Linked DNA regions of Sus scrofa: region 2 is linked to region 1. A link is a contact called in public Hi-C data. All regions are on one chromosome and are shown on one strand. The core of a region is the stretch at or near the end of the contact, and the rest is flanking DNA. Distances in the headings are between cores, read along the strand shown. Region 1 overlaps LOC110256997 (a long non-coding RNA gene). Region 2 overlaps TANC1 (protein TANC1).

Region 1 (7,119 bases), core at 1,577-4,076:
CACTAGGTCACCTCTCCTGCACAGTTATTTTCAGAACAAAATACCGCAAATAGAGACCATAATATTTTTCTTTCCACATTGTTTATTCTGAGAGACATGGGAACCATCACGGAGAAGATTCATAGGCTTAAACTGTAAACCCTGCAAGGCTGCTTTGTTTGAGTTAATGAAGATGTGATTTGGGGTCTCCTCTTCCCCATCTCACCTCTGCTGTGAGAAAACGGCAGTTCTCTGAAATTTATGGGAATTCTGACCTAAAGGGCCAGGAAGTGCAGAAGACTGGAGAAGGTGGGTAGAAAGGAGACCGGCCCCCAGTGGTGCACTTTTCCCAGGAGAGAAATAATGTTACCTGCAGCTCTTGGCACTGTTTCCATGGCACTGTTTTTAAATGCACAGAGATTTGCTTCTCCTCTTAAAATAGCCTCAGGCGTGTGAAAGACACTAGATGTCATTTAATTGACCTCTTCCATGTTTGAAGGCTGATAACCTATTTTATCTGGGGGAAAAAACATCTTGCAGTACTCAGAAAATCATTAGTCCTAAAACTAGGCGCAATCTGCACATGCATAGCCCAAACAAAGTTTTAAGGGGAAATGATCAGTTTTGCATTGAAATTTACTGTGAAAAATTTTATTTCAAAATGTCAATGTTTGCCAGTTCTATTAAGTTAACAGGGACAAGGCTAAAGGCTGAAAGAAGCCTTAGAGGAAGTCATGAAAGCTCCAGATTAAAAAATATTTTTTAAATGGTCTCATTGAGAAAATTTTCAAATGAGAGTCACACTCGAATGAATGAATGCTGTATCAAATTATCCGGAGACAAAGAAGAGAAGCCATTCTACCAGAACAAATGCAGTCTGCTTTGTCTAGGGGACAAATCATTCTTGCAGCCCGTTTGGAAATGTCACTTTTAAGTCAATGAGAGTTGTGTTCAAATAAGAGGGGGATGCAAGACCCTATTATATTCATTAGGATGTGATGTTTTGCCTCTGAATGGTTTCTACAGTGCATGAAAATTCCTTTTTTGGTGGGGGAGGCATCTATCTTTTTAATGTCTTAAACTGTTTTCAGGTTTTACAAAGTGCTTCAGTTTTTACATTGAAAGGCCAGACATGATCACACTGGAACACCAGTTGTCCAGCTACAGAAGTTCTGACTTTCCGGGCAAGTCTTTTGAACTTTTAACTTGGTGAAAATAGAGTCGTTGGCTTGCATGCAGAAGTTGTCTTCTGGAAGTGATCCAGGGCTTAGAGTAGTCAATCCTGCCATTTTCTCCATCTTTCCAAGATGTCACCACTGGAGTTCTGTCCACAACAGGGTTGATTTGAGCTGCGATGGTGTCCAGTGAAACAGGAAGTTCAGAGCTGAGATTGAGCAAAACTGACAGGGAAGTCAATTCACTGTCCCAAATTGATCAGATTGGCTGGCAACTTGGGGATTGCAGCCCAGCCAAAGCAGTTTGCCTTCTTGGTTCATTCTGACAAACTATAAATCCTCCAAAACTGCTGGTAAGCTCGTGAAACCAATTCGTTTTTGTTGCCAATATTAACAACTTTTTTTTGGATTACTAAAGGAGACGACATACTAATCAACAGTCCAACACCATCAAACTCTTCTGGCAGATATAATAAAACCCTTTTTACAATGACTGATGATGTTTTTGGATCCTTCTGAAGTTTGATTTTTTTTTTTAAAAAGGCAAGTTTCTCCACAGAGTCAGAAGGATATAAACTGGGCTGCCAGAGCTGAGCCATCTTTGCTCCACAACAAGCAGGGCTCCCGGCAGACATGTGCTTGGGGAGAAAGCAGACGCTCCCTTTGATCTGTTAAAGTCTCTCCAGAAATACACGAGGGCTGATACCTTGTGTGCAGTCTCAGAGCAGAAACTCAAAGTTTTTGGATGATCCAAAGAAAGCAGCTCCTTCCAAAAAGAAAGCAAGTTTTAAAGAGGCATGCATTGGGCACATTGTTGACAAAGTTCAAATTCTCCACCTCATTGCACAACCTTCCATTTAGTTTTCTGGTAGAGGCGAAAGTTTAAAACAGTGGTGAGTCGTCTGTGGTCAGGAGCCTGCCTCGCTTCAACAAGCATCAGGAAATGTACTCCATGTTGCTATTTCTCAAATATGTACAAACATCAGTGCTAAATTTTTCATCACATGTCTAATAATAATATCATTAGAATTATAAAAAGAATATTAAAAATCATACTAACAATCAGCATATATTACATTTTACTCTGTGCCAGGCACGGTATCAAGTGTCGATGTGCCTATCTTGGAGTTGGTATTATTATTAGCCCCATTTTATAGATGAGGACACCGAGGTTGAGAAAAATAATTTGCCCAAAGTTACGGAGTTATTTATTTAGCTTGGTAGATCTAGTATTTGAATCCAGGCAGTGTAAATCCAGAGCCTGAGAGCTTAACCTCTGATAAAAGCTAACATTATGGAGCATGCCCACCGTGTGCTAGGCAGCACTGTTCTGTGCTATTATTATCACTTTGCAGATAAGGAAATAAAGTGGTAAAAAACTTGCCCAAGGTGACACTGCTATCAAGGGTGGAGGTCAGATTTAAACCCTGTCACTCTGATCCTAGACTTTGAGCACTTAATGTCTAAGTTTGTTCTACTGGTTAGAATATACATATTTCTTATAGGAGTTAATACAAGTATTTTCATTTTGAACTCTGAAAAGATGGGATCCGAATTGCCTGGCCTTAATCGGTTATTCTAAGGAAATGGCTGCCCTTCATTGCTTAGGTAGTCTCAGGATTATTTTGCAGCCAGCTGGATGGTTGGATTTTTTTGCTGGTTTATACTACCCTCTAGTGGTTCATAGAAAATTCTGATGATACGGCAATTTGATGACAAAGAAATAGAATGAGGTCTGTTAAGAGGATTCCTTTGAAACATAAATGTAAGTCATGAACATGAATTGATAGTATTTGTACTTTCAGTATTTTCTGACTAAGAAAAATACGTAAAGACAAAAAGCTACTATGAATTAAGTACCTCTTTATGTGGATATATTTTTATTAATGTCAAGAGTATAGATATACATGCAGATAAGATATGCATGCATACGTGTGTGTATATGTGTGTGTTTGTGTGTATGCATCATCCTGTTTCCAATGTATAGTTATATGTACCTATATGTTCACATAGATACATATATACATAAATGTGTGTGATTTATTAATAATTTACAAGTCTTAGCTATAGACAATGTTTGGAGTACACTGATGTCTTTGAAAGCCTCACGACAGCTCTTGAGCTATCATTTCAACCCAATCACAAGCAAGGGGTTCTGAATTAACACAAAATCTTAGATTAACCAGAATATTCTCCAGCCAGGTATAGGGTCTCCTTCCCTGGTGGTCTGTTTAAGAGGAAATCCTGCTACATGAGTACATCACAGCCTTACTCAAGCCTCTCTTATCCCCCAGTCTCCAACTCTGGGTGACCTTAGGAGGTGGAAGGGCAGTGGGAACAATCTTTCCTTGGTACACATAAAAGATACACCATTTAAAGAGAATTTTAAAACAATACAACCAACTTCAAAATGGCCTGCTTTTTATTATCACCATTAGCTGGCTATTTTATTTTATTTTATTTTATTTTATTTTATTTTGCTTTTTAGGGCTGCACCTGTGGCCTATGGAGGTTCCCAGACTAGGGGTCTAATTGGAGCTACAGCTGCCAGGCTATATACCACAGCCACAACAATGCCAGATCCGAGCTGTGTCTGCGACATAAACCACAGCTCACGGCAATGCCGGATCCTTAACCCACTGAGCGAGGCCATGGTGGAACCCACAACCTCATGGTTCCTAGTAGGATTTGTTTCTGCTGTGCCATGACGGGAACTCCCCAGCTGGCAATTTTAAACACTGAGAATGATAACATAATTCTAAAATTTTTTTTTGGTCTAAATTCTAAACAACTACTTTGATTTCTTTTCGTTTTAATCACACATACACATTTGCAATGAACACATTTGTGTTACTTATCCTCTCATAAACATTGTGTTCTTTATTATAGAAGTTAATCTGGAGAATTTCCAGTTATGCAGTTGGCCTATGACACAGGCCGACTAAGCTACCAGCTTTTTTTCAAGAGTAAGTTCATGATAAATTGGAATCATTAAGCCTCAATTTGGGTATAGCTGACCCACATATTCCTGAGTCAAACTGTAGATTTGAAAGAATCAGTGATAACACAGTGATTATAAAGATAAACAAAATTCAATAACTTTAATTCTGTCATTCTCTATAACCAGACATATTTGCAAACTGCCAGAATCAACCTAGAACAACATACAGTAAAATGCTATACTTTAGAATTGTTCATTGAAGGCTGGCATGTAGAAATTGTGGAGAATACCATTAACTCTGCAAAAATAGAGCATAAGGAAAATGGACATTCACAGAGTAATGTTGGGAGAAACAGCAAAAGACTGGTCTTACATTGCCAGAAGTAATCAAGAGGACAATGTTTAAATGTTTCAATCATTTTCACTAAGAACTGGACCCTCATTCTCAAATAAAAGATCAAATGCAAGCCCGTGTTCTCTATCACTCAGCAACTTTCTCTAATTTTTGCAGAAGAAAAATTTGGGAAGATTAAACCAAATACAGTAGAAATTTATGGTGATTCTTTTGGTATATATTCTAAGGGACTTTTTTGGGGGGTGGGGGGACCACAGACACATTTGAAAACTGCCACTATTTACCCCGAGGAAACAAAGACATAGACAATATTGCAATCTCTGGGATTTTTGAGAAATAGGATTATTATAAATCTCTGCTGATCTCAGCCTTATAGTTAAGTTTTCTTCTAACTCTTTGTATATGTATTGCTTCATTTGAAAGAAGACTGTCAAATTTAAAATAATTTAAAATGTTCCTTGCTTAAACAGTATGAGTGGAGACAGCTATGCCGTCTATTAAATCTGGGAAGAAGGTTGATTTTGACACTCATTGACAAATTTGCAGAAGTGAAGGCTCAGAAATAGAAACTAATAATATTCATTTCTGAAACACACCAAATGGAGGCATAAATTTTAGTCTTCTTTTCAAAAATCCATTAGATGTTTTCTCTTGTGTCCTATAATTTTTATTTTTACTAAAAAATTGCTTTACTGTTTTCTATGGACCTCAGTTGATGCCCTGTGGAGGTCATTGTCTTGACAAAGTCTTAGTAGCATCTCTGAAAAGTGAGGTCAGAAATGGGATATTTTTAAGGTGTCTGGGGTCTGGTTTAAGGTAGGTCTTTCAAGGTCAGTCTGGATTGGAATTGGACAAAGTTCATGATATTATAATTTCGTATTGGTTAATACAGTCGAGTTAGGATTTTGAAGTGTTTTCAAAAAGTAAACAATCAATTGGTAGAACAGTTAACTATTGCTATTGCAGAAACAGATCGGTAACTACTTACCCAATGTTATATAGACTGAGTATGCCCCGCAAAATTCATTTGTTAAAGTCTTACTCTCCACTGTGATGATATCTGGAGGTGGAGCTTTGGGGACGTGATTAGGTTTAAATGAGGTCATGAGAGTAGAGCCCCCACAACAGGATTATTATCCTAAGAAGAAGAGGAAGAGAGGCGTTCCCATCATGGCTCAGTAGTAACGAATCTGACTAGTATCCATAAGGACACAGGATCAATCCCTGGCTCTGCTGAGTGGGTTAAGGATCCAGCGCTGCTATGAGCTGTGGTATAAGTTGCAGATGCAGCTTGGATTTGGCATTGCTGTGGCTGTGGGGTAGGCCAGCAGCTGTAGGTTCGATTCAACTCCTAGCCTAGAAACTTCCATATGCCGAGGTGTGGCCCTAAAAAGACAAAAAAAAAAAAAAAAAAAAAAAGGAGAGCAGAAGAGGAAGAGACACCAGAACCTTCTCTTTCTCTGTGTGCACACACTGAGGCCACAAGCACACACAGTGAGAAGGGGGCTGTCTACAAGCCAGGAAAAGGGCCCTTGCCAAGAACCTAATCTGTCAGCACTTTTCCCCTGGACTTCCCAGCCTCCAGAACTGTGAGAAAACAAATGTCTTTCTTTTAAGCCACTTAGTATTTTAAAAATATCTACAGTATTTTTTTATAGCAGCCCAAACTAAGACACTCCACTAAGTGCAAATTGATAGCGTATTGTTTAGACTAACTGATTTTTCAGGAAATTCAACTTTACCTTCCTGATCAAGAATTTTCTGGTAAATAAACAAGAGTAAAGTCATGTAAATGCAGAGTGTAACCTGTGTGACTGCAGACGATTTCATTTCTCAATATATGCAAAGGTTGGCAAAGTAAAATGAATATTGTTTGCACTTTTCTGGCTATCACAATTATTTATTTTATTTTATGATTATTTCCAGAAATAATCTTGTTGTTTAGAGGACGGGTGCTAAAAATATTCTGTTCTGGTTGCCAGTTATGCTAGGGAGGGCTGCTAGATGGATTATGTCAAAAGACCCTGCAATATGTGAGGTGGGAGAAGTAGGATCTTGGCTTCATACCCACAAAAGGAAATGAAAGGCCCAAGGGAGTTATTTATCATGCAACACTTCTGATGTGTTAAAAACGTTAAATTGTACACCGGCCTTATTCACAGTAATCACAAGGTGGAGGCAACCCAAGTGTCTGCTAACATATAAATGGCGAAGCAAAATGTGGGCTGCACATACAAGGAAATACTACTCAGCCTTAAAAAGGAAGGACATCCTGTCACATTCTACAACATGGATGAGCCCTGAGAACACTATACTCAGAGAAATACATTGGTCACAAAAAGACAAATGCTGTTCCTAGTCAAACAGCATTATCAAGGTTCCTACTCAAATTCATAGAGACGGGAAGTGGGATGGTGGTTGTCTGAGGCTGTGGTGGGGAGGAAGGCAGAAACAGATTGTTGCTTAATCAGTATAGGCAGAGAATTTCAGTCCTGCAAAATGAAACGAGTTTTGGAGTTTGGTTGTACAACAATGTGAATGCGCTTAATGCTACTGCACTTAAAGGATTACTGAATTTAACTCTTAAAAATGCTTAAGATGGTACGTTTTATATTTATATTTTACAATTAAAATAACATTAACTTATTCTGTGGAAACATTGATGATCC
Region 2 (7,119 bases), core at 2,730-5,229, 190 kb before region 1:
CCTTGAGGTGACCTTGTGGTAAGAGGGTGCAGTAAACTAATAATGGCTCTCAAAGGTATGTCCAGGACCTAATCCCTAGAACCTGTCTGTATGTTACTTCATTTGGAAAAATGGTCTGTGCGGCTGTGGCTAAGGATTTTGCAATGAAGGATTAGGATTGCCCAGGTGGGCCCACAGTACCATTCCAAGTATCCTTATAAAAGAAAGGCAGAGGGAGATGAGATCCCCACACACAAAGAAGGCCATGTGAGATGGGAATGGAATGATGCAGCCACACACCAAGGAATACTTAGAGCCATCAGGAGCCGGAAGAGCCAAGGAACAGATTGCCCCAGAGCTCCCAGAGTCGGTGCAGTTCTGCTGATACCTTTATTTCTCACTTTCCATCTCCAGAAGTGTGAGGGAATAAAATTCTGTTGTTGAGGGCCACTAAGTCTGTGTAACTTGTTTCAGCAGCTGCAGGAAACTAATACCGATGGTGAGCACCAAGCTAGGAGGCTGGTTCCCTGACCATACACTGAAGTCATCAAGACCCTGAGCCACCCACCTCTGGACTGTTAACTAGAGAGAAAAAGACATTCTTGTTTAAGCAATTAGATATTTAGTTTGTTTGTTTGGTTTTCAACAAGAAGCCAAACTTAATCCTAACCGTGATCTTGAATTACTGGCCCCAACCTCTCTTTACAGTTAGGATGAAGTTTGCCACCACTGGGCATAATGAGGGAATATGTCTAGTAGAAAAATTTTAATGTCTTAAAAATGTAGCATATCAGAGTATCTAACTTTGTGATTCCTATTTAAAATGGGTAATGTTTAAATAAATTTAAGTAAAATTTTTTAAATATATTTTTAATTTTTATTATTTTTAAATTGAAATATAGCTGATTTACAGTATCATGTTAGTTTCAGGCATATAGCATGGTAATTCAGGTTTCTTACAGATTATACTCCAATAAAGGTTATTATAATATATTGGGTATAATATAGGGATAGCTCATTATGGTTTTGATTTGCATTTCTCTAACAATTAGTGATGTTAAGCATCTTTTCATGTGCCTGTTTGCCATCTGAAAGTCTTCTTTGAAGAAATATCTATTCAGGTCTTCTGTCTCCCCTCTTTATCAGGGCTGCAACTGCAGCATATGGAAGTTCCCAGGCCAGGGATCAAACTGGAGCTACAGCTGCCAGCCTATGCCACAGCCACTGAAACACAGAATCCGAGCTGCATCTGTGACCTACACCAGAGCTCACAGCAATGCTGGATCCTTAACCCACTGAGCAGGGCCAGGGATCGAACCCGTGTCATCACGGATACTAGTTGTGTTCATTACCACTAAGCCACAATTGGAACACCCCCATTTTTTTATTGGGTTGTGGTTTTTTTTTTATATTGAGCTGTATGAGCTATTTTAAATGTATGGTTTTAAATTAGATTATAAACATAAGAAATGTAAGTTAAACTTAAAGGCTATGGAAAGCCATGTTTAAAATTATTAACTACAACACACTGAACTGTAATTTGAAATTCATATCATCTGTAGACAAAATGCTGCTCTCAGACATCAAAAAGCTCATTTTAAAAACAATGGCCCCTCCAGTGTATAGTCACTTAGTCTCTTACTTTCAAAATACTCCCTGGAAGGAATTCAGGAAGAAAGGAGGGAAGGAGAAAAAAAATACCCTTAACTTCAAGTCCAACATAATCTACCCACAGCCTCTAGCTGGCCAGCAAAGCTAGCCATCATTCATTTCTGGTCCCTCTGCTGAGTTCTAGAACCTTCCAGGTGCCACTGCAGTACTCACTGTCATCACTGTGTACTTGTCAGCATCCCCACAGAACTCACTCCTCCGTGTTCCTGGCACCTGTAAGAGGAGGCACTCTGCCCTGAGACACCATCTCTGAGGTCAGGAGCAGCCTGTAATCTTGCTGTGCGCAGCCAGAGGCCAATGTGTCAGGACACACACAAGTGGTCTCTAACAGCCCTGGAGAGCCATGGTGGGCTGGGCTTGTGAGCTTGAGGCAAACGTCCTTCTCTGACCTCTGCGGAGAGGAGCTCACACTTGAACACACGTGGTTCCCATTATCTGAAATACCTCTTGAAAACATCAGAAACCGAAGGGGACAGCAGCAAAGCGATATTTTGGGGGCTTTGCTGTTATCTCTTTCGAGTCGGAACAGGACAAATTACACTCACAGAGGACATAGGTGACCTGTGACATCACTGACAAGGAGCCAGATGAAGAGGCACAGGCAGAGCTCGTCTCCTCCCAACACATCTGCCATCGCCTGTAACAACCGAGACACTCACAACCCTCTCAGCACCAGCGTTCAACTTTCCACCAGTGCCTTGGGTGCAGGACATAGCAGAGGGGCCGGCTTCCACATTCGCTCAGTTGCAGTTCAGATTCTTACTGAATTTTCTTTATCTATCAAAGCCATGGCAATTTTACCTCACTCTCAAAAGCTGACCTAGATAAGCATTAAATTGAGAGTTCTTGGTGACACACGGACTTAATACAACAAAAAGAGTGACTGCTTGTTGATTTTCTTTAAAACCAACTCAGGCTGTCAGACTAATCTCCAGCTCAGCACTTGCTAACATTTAAATGATCCCACCAACTCTCTCACCTCTCCCCTTCTGAGGATGCACGGCCTACAGACGTAAACATTCCAGGAGGCAGAGAGCTGCTAATCCCCCACTAGCCCCTCATTCCCACATGTCACAGTGGGCACTCGCGGGAGTCCTGGCTACCTTCCACAAGGGCTTAAACTTCTGAAAACTTTTGGCCCAAGAAGAATGGGACAATTAAAACAAGTCCTCCACCTACCTACAGCCAAAGAGAAAAGCTCTAGAAGTTCTGGGTTTCAACCTGTTGCACTTTTATATCCAGCTATTAAACAACTGTGAATAATCAGAGTGAATAATCTAGAAGTTCTGGGTTTCAACCTGTTGCATTTTTATATCCAGCTATTAAACAACTGTGAATAATCAGAGTGAATAATCTAGAAGTTCTGGGTTTCAACCTGTTGCACTTTTATATCCAGCTATTAAACAACTGTGAATAATCAGAGTGAATAATCTAGAAGTTCTGGGTTTCAACCTGTTGCATTTTTATATCCAGCTATTAAACAACTGTGAATAATCAGAAAAAAGCTCACTTTAAGAAACACATTAGGGGTTCCCGTTGTGGCTCAGTGGTTAACAAATCCGACTAAGAACCATGAGGTTGTGAGTTCGATCCCTGGCCTTGCTCAGTGGGTTGGGGATTTGGCGTTGCTGTGAGCTGTGGTGTAGGTTGTAGATCCCCAGTTGCTGTGGCTGTGGCGCAGGCCGGCAGCTACAGCTCCGATTAGACCCCTAGCCTGGGAACCTCCACATGCCATGGGAGCGGCCCTAGAAGAGGCAAAAATACCAAAAAAAAAAAAAAAGAAAGAAAAGAAAAGAAAGAAAGAAAGAAAAAGAAACACATTAAAAGTTAACGGTATGCAAAAACAAAACAACTACTGGGAATTTTAACTTTAAAGTGTTCACTTTTTATGCAAACCCAGTCGTGTATAAAGGCAAAGTCAGAATGCAGCCTCTCTTTTAAGAACTTGACATTTTTTTTTTCTTAAAGTATTTTAGCTACTAGATAATAGGGTCAGGAGAGAGGCAGAATTCCTCAGAAATTGTTTCTAGGAAACAGCAATCCCTATGCACATACCACACGGTGGCGCCGCTTCAATGCTAATTTCAGACAAAATGCAGAAGAGTGTTTCTTCACCATGAAGATAGTAATGCTTGTACTCATGAGCAGTTAGGCGCAGGAGGTCCAGATTTTAATATCTAATGTCTCAGGTCACACACATATGGTTAACAATTTACATGGAGAAATTAAAATCCTACAGCCAGTCTGCCCCCATTTCAGGCTGGACCTAAGAGAACTGAGAACTGGGACATACTCACCCAGCAAAGGCTGGTCAGCGTCACTAAGAGCCAACAAGGTAACATGCAGGGCAACATGCAAGGTAACATGCAAGGGCCCATGGCAGGTGCCTCACAGTACAACACTTGAATGTCATCGACCTCTGAAGTTATACTGATACAAATAAGTGAGAAAGAAGAGAAGACTCTCCCAGGTAGAAAAATTCCAAATAATTTATGTGCATTCTCCACTCTCAAGGAGGAGAGCCTGACACCTCACCCTTCACGGTGGGCTGTGCATAGTGACCTCCCTCCAGAGAGTATGGAGAGGGACGTGGGATAGAGTGACTTCACTGTGGAGATACCTGGCAACTGTTACCTTGGCCAGGTGACCAAGTTAACAAAAACTGAGCTAAGTTATGTTGAAGTATCACATCCACATGATGCGCTATAAATAGTGCTTTATACCTCTGTGGTCTTCCTCCCCCAAACCCCTTAGCTTCAGTCTAATCATGTGAAGCATTGGACAGATTCCAAAAGAAGGGTGTCCTACAGAATGCTGGAACAGTAACCTCACAACGGCCAAGGTCATCAAAACCGAGGAAAGTCTGAGAAACTGCCACAGCCAACAGGAGCCTAAGGAGACATGACAAATAAACGCAATGCGGTATCCAGAATACGATCCTGAATATTAGGTTATAAACTGAAGAAAGAGGAAGCATAGACTTTGGTTAATAACAATGTATCAGTATGAGATCACTAGTTGTAACAATGTAGCATTCTGATGTACCATGTAAATTATAAAAGAAAATGGGTATGTGGTAGCATGTGCAAACTCTGAACTATCTTCACGACTTTTCTATAAATCTAAAACTGTTCTAAAATAAACTTTTAAAAAATATGCATTTTTATTTAAGGCTAAATGGTAACTCACGTAGCCTTCACACACAGGAGATTGCCTTTAGCTTCTGTATTAAGGAATTTAGGCTGTGTTCCCAACAATCCCTTGATATCTGCCACAGAAGAAGAGGGTCCTTACAGGCTGAAGGTGTTCCATGTGATGTACTCAGCAACCAGGCCTTTAAAGAGGTAATTAAGTTAAAAACGAGGCCATAGAAGTGGACCCTAATCCAGTCTGAGTGGTGCCCTTCGAGAGGAAATTTGGTCAAAGAGATCCCAGGGATGCAGAGACAGAGGAAAGACACAGGGGGAAGGTGGCCATCTGGAAGCCAAGGACAGAGGCTGCAGGAGAAAGAAACTAAACATGTCAGCACCTTGATCTTGGCCTTCCAGCCTCCAGACCCATGAGAAAATGAATTTCTGTTGTTTCAGCCACCTACTCTATCATACTTTGCCATGGCAGCCCTGGCAAACAAGTACAAAGGTGAAGCAGAAGAGTGCTGCTTCACTGAAGGTCGTGTGAAGGACAGCAGTGGGAATGCAGAGCTTGACGGCTTCTGTGCAATGTGTACCTTTTGAGGGGGATCTGACTGAAGGCTAATGTTCTGGACAACAACTAAAGTGACGTGGAGATGCCTCAGCTTTGGAATCAGGTGCAATGAAGTTCAAATCCCAGTCAGTCACTAAGTTGCAGTGTAACCTCCAGGCAAGTTGTCTAAACTCTTGAGTCTCTCCATCAACTATAAGTGGGACTAATGCCTACATTAAGGGTTAAAAACCTTTACAAAGGGTCAATATGTGGTAAGTACTGAATAAATACTAACTTTGCATTCACCTTGTCCTTTCCCTCCAAGGTAAAAGTTTGGTTGGCAAACTTTTGGTCTAGGAGTTAAATCTGATCCCTTGCACATTTTTGTAAATAAAATGTTAGTGGAACATGGCCTTGACCACTCATGTATGAACTGTCTATGGCTGAGATGTGCTAGAGTGAGAGGTGAGTGGTTACAACAACCCAGTCCATATGGCCCTCAAAGCCTAAAATGTTTACAATCTGGCCTTTAACAGAGTTTGTTTATTGTGCTCCATGGTCAATTACCCTATTTCCAGAAGCTGACAGACACCATCATTCCTTAACACACTCGAACTTCCCAGCATCTGCCTAAGATGCCATGTCTTGAGATCCTTCCTCCTCCCAGAAAGCCAGCGAGGCGAGTGCAGCCCTGCACTTCCGACTCCCTGGTGTTTTCACAAGCAAGGCTCTCTGCAGAGCATGCGAGGTTTAAGATACTCAAAGTTGGAATTCCCACTGTGGCTCAGTGGACACAAACCTGATTAATATCCATGAGGACGCAGGTTTGATCCCTGGCCTCACTCAGTGGGTTAAGGATCTGACGTTACCACGAACTGTGTGGTGCAGGTCACACATGCAGCTCAGATCCCGCATTGCTATGGCTCTGGCATAGGCCAGTAGTTACAGCTCCCATCTGACCCCTAGCCTGGGAACCTCCATATGCCATAGGTGCAGCCCTAAAAAGAAAAAGAAAAAAAAAAAAAAAGGTCAAAAGAGTAAGACCCTACTGCCAGAAAAATCAAATCCTCCCTGGCCTCCCTGGATTTCCATCCTGGCCTCAAAGACCTCCTGCCCTGCGAGGCCTTGTAAGACTGCAAGGCAGTCTTTCCAGGCAACTCAACCCCTGTCTGCCCTGTAACCCATAACTCATGCTTTAAGAACACCCTCCAGTGTCACCCACACTTGGAAACTTAACAGCTCCACCAAAACGATTCCCACTCTTCTCTCTGCGGTCACAACACTTTGCAGACACCACAATGTCTTAAAAGTTGTTGCCTCTCTCACTAAGCTGGAAGGCTCCCAAAGCTTGGGGCCATTTATTTACTTTTATATCTACCTCACTTCTAGCCCAGAGCCCAATAAGCTTGTATAAAACAAATGTTCATAGAGCCTCATTAAATCACTGAGTGAAAAGAAGATGCAAGTAACTAAGAGTTACTTCTGAGGTCATTTGGAAAAATAAATGTTACCACCTAAAAAGTCCTACCCACCTACAGTGTGCTCTTAGGAAGGAAGCTCAGGAAAATCTCTTGCCAACTTAGCTGCTGGCAAGTCCAGAGAGCTGGGAGAAGGAACCCGTGAAAGAATTAGTGCATAAAAAGGTACTCTTTTTAAGAGCTAAAGGGCACACAAATGAAGACTTCTCCAGTTTGAAAGGAAGAAACGGGGAAGTGAACCCCCAAAATAAAATGCAAATAATGAAAAGGTGCCCAAATGCAAATAAAAATGTACTTCTCTTAAGCA

The links. Hi-C and Micro-C count contacts between places; a contact is called where the count stands out from the background.
Region 2: a contact with region 1 is called in a Hi-C map of liver, with 6 times the contacts expected there. The contact joins two enhancer-like sites. A contact is called at or near these places in 2 of 5 promoter capture datasets (fetal skeletal muscle and liver), 25 of 47 Hi-C or Micro-C datasets (adipose tissue, alveolar macrophages, brain and 14 more) and 1 of 2 datasets of contacts at active chromatin or transcription factors (skeletal muscle).

The regions. Positions count from the first base shown.
Region 1 is chr15:65,852,053-65,859,171 of Sscrofa11.1, reverse strand. It overlaps LOC110256997 (a long non-coding RNA gene), which reads right to left. Exons shown (of 3, transcript XR_002339107.1): 3 at 65-1,920. Among named protein-coding and RNA genes, the nearest start is that of DAPL1, 59 kb to the right of the region's middle. Within about 2 kb of position 2,826, at least 12 of the 83 cell types and tissues checked have an H3K27ac peak or open chromatin away from gene starts, as enhancers often do.
Region 2 is chr15:66,047,776-66,054,894 of Sscrofa11.1, reverse strand. All of the region lies in intron 3 of TANC1 (protein TANC1), which reads right to left. Among named protein-coding and RNA genes, the nearest start is that of TANC1, 130 kb to the right of the region's middle. Within about 2 kb of position 3,979, at least 2 of the 83 cell types and tissues checked have an H3K27ac peak or open chromatin away from gene starts, as enhancers often do.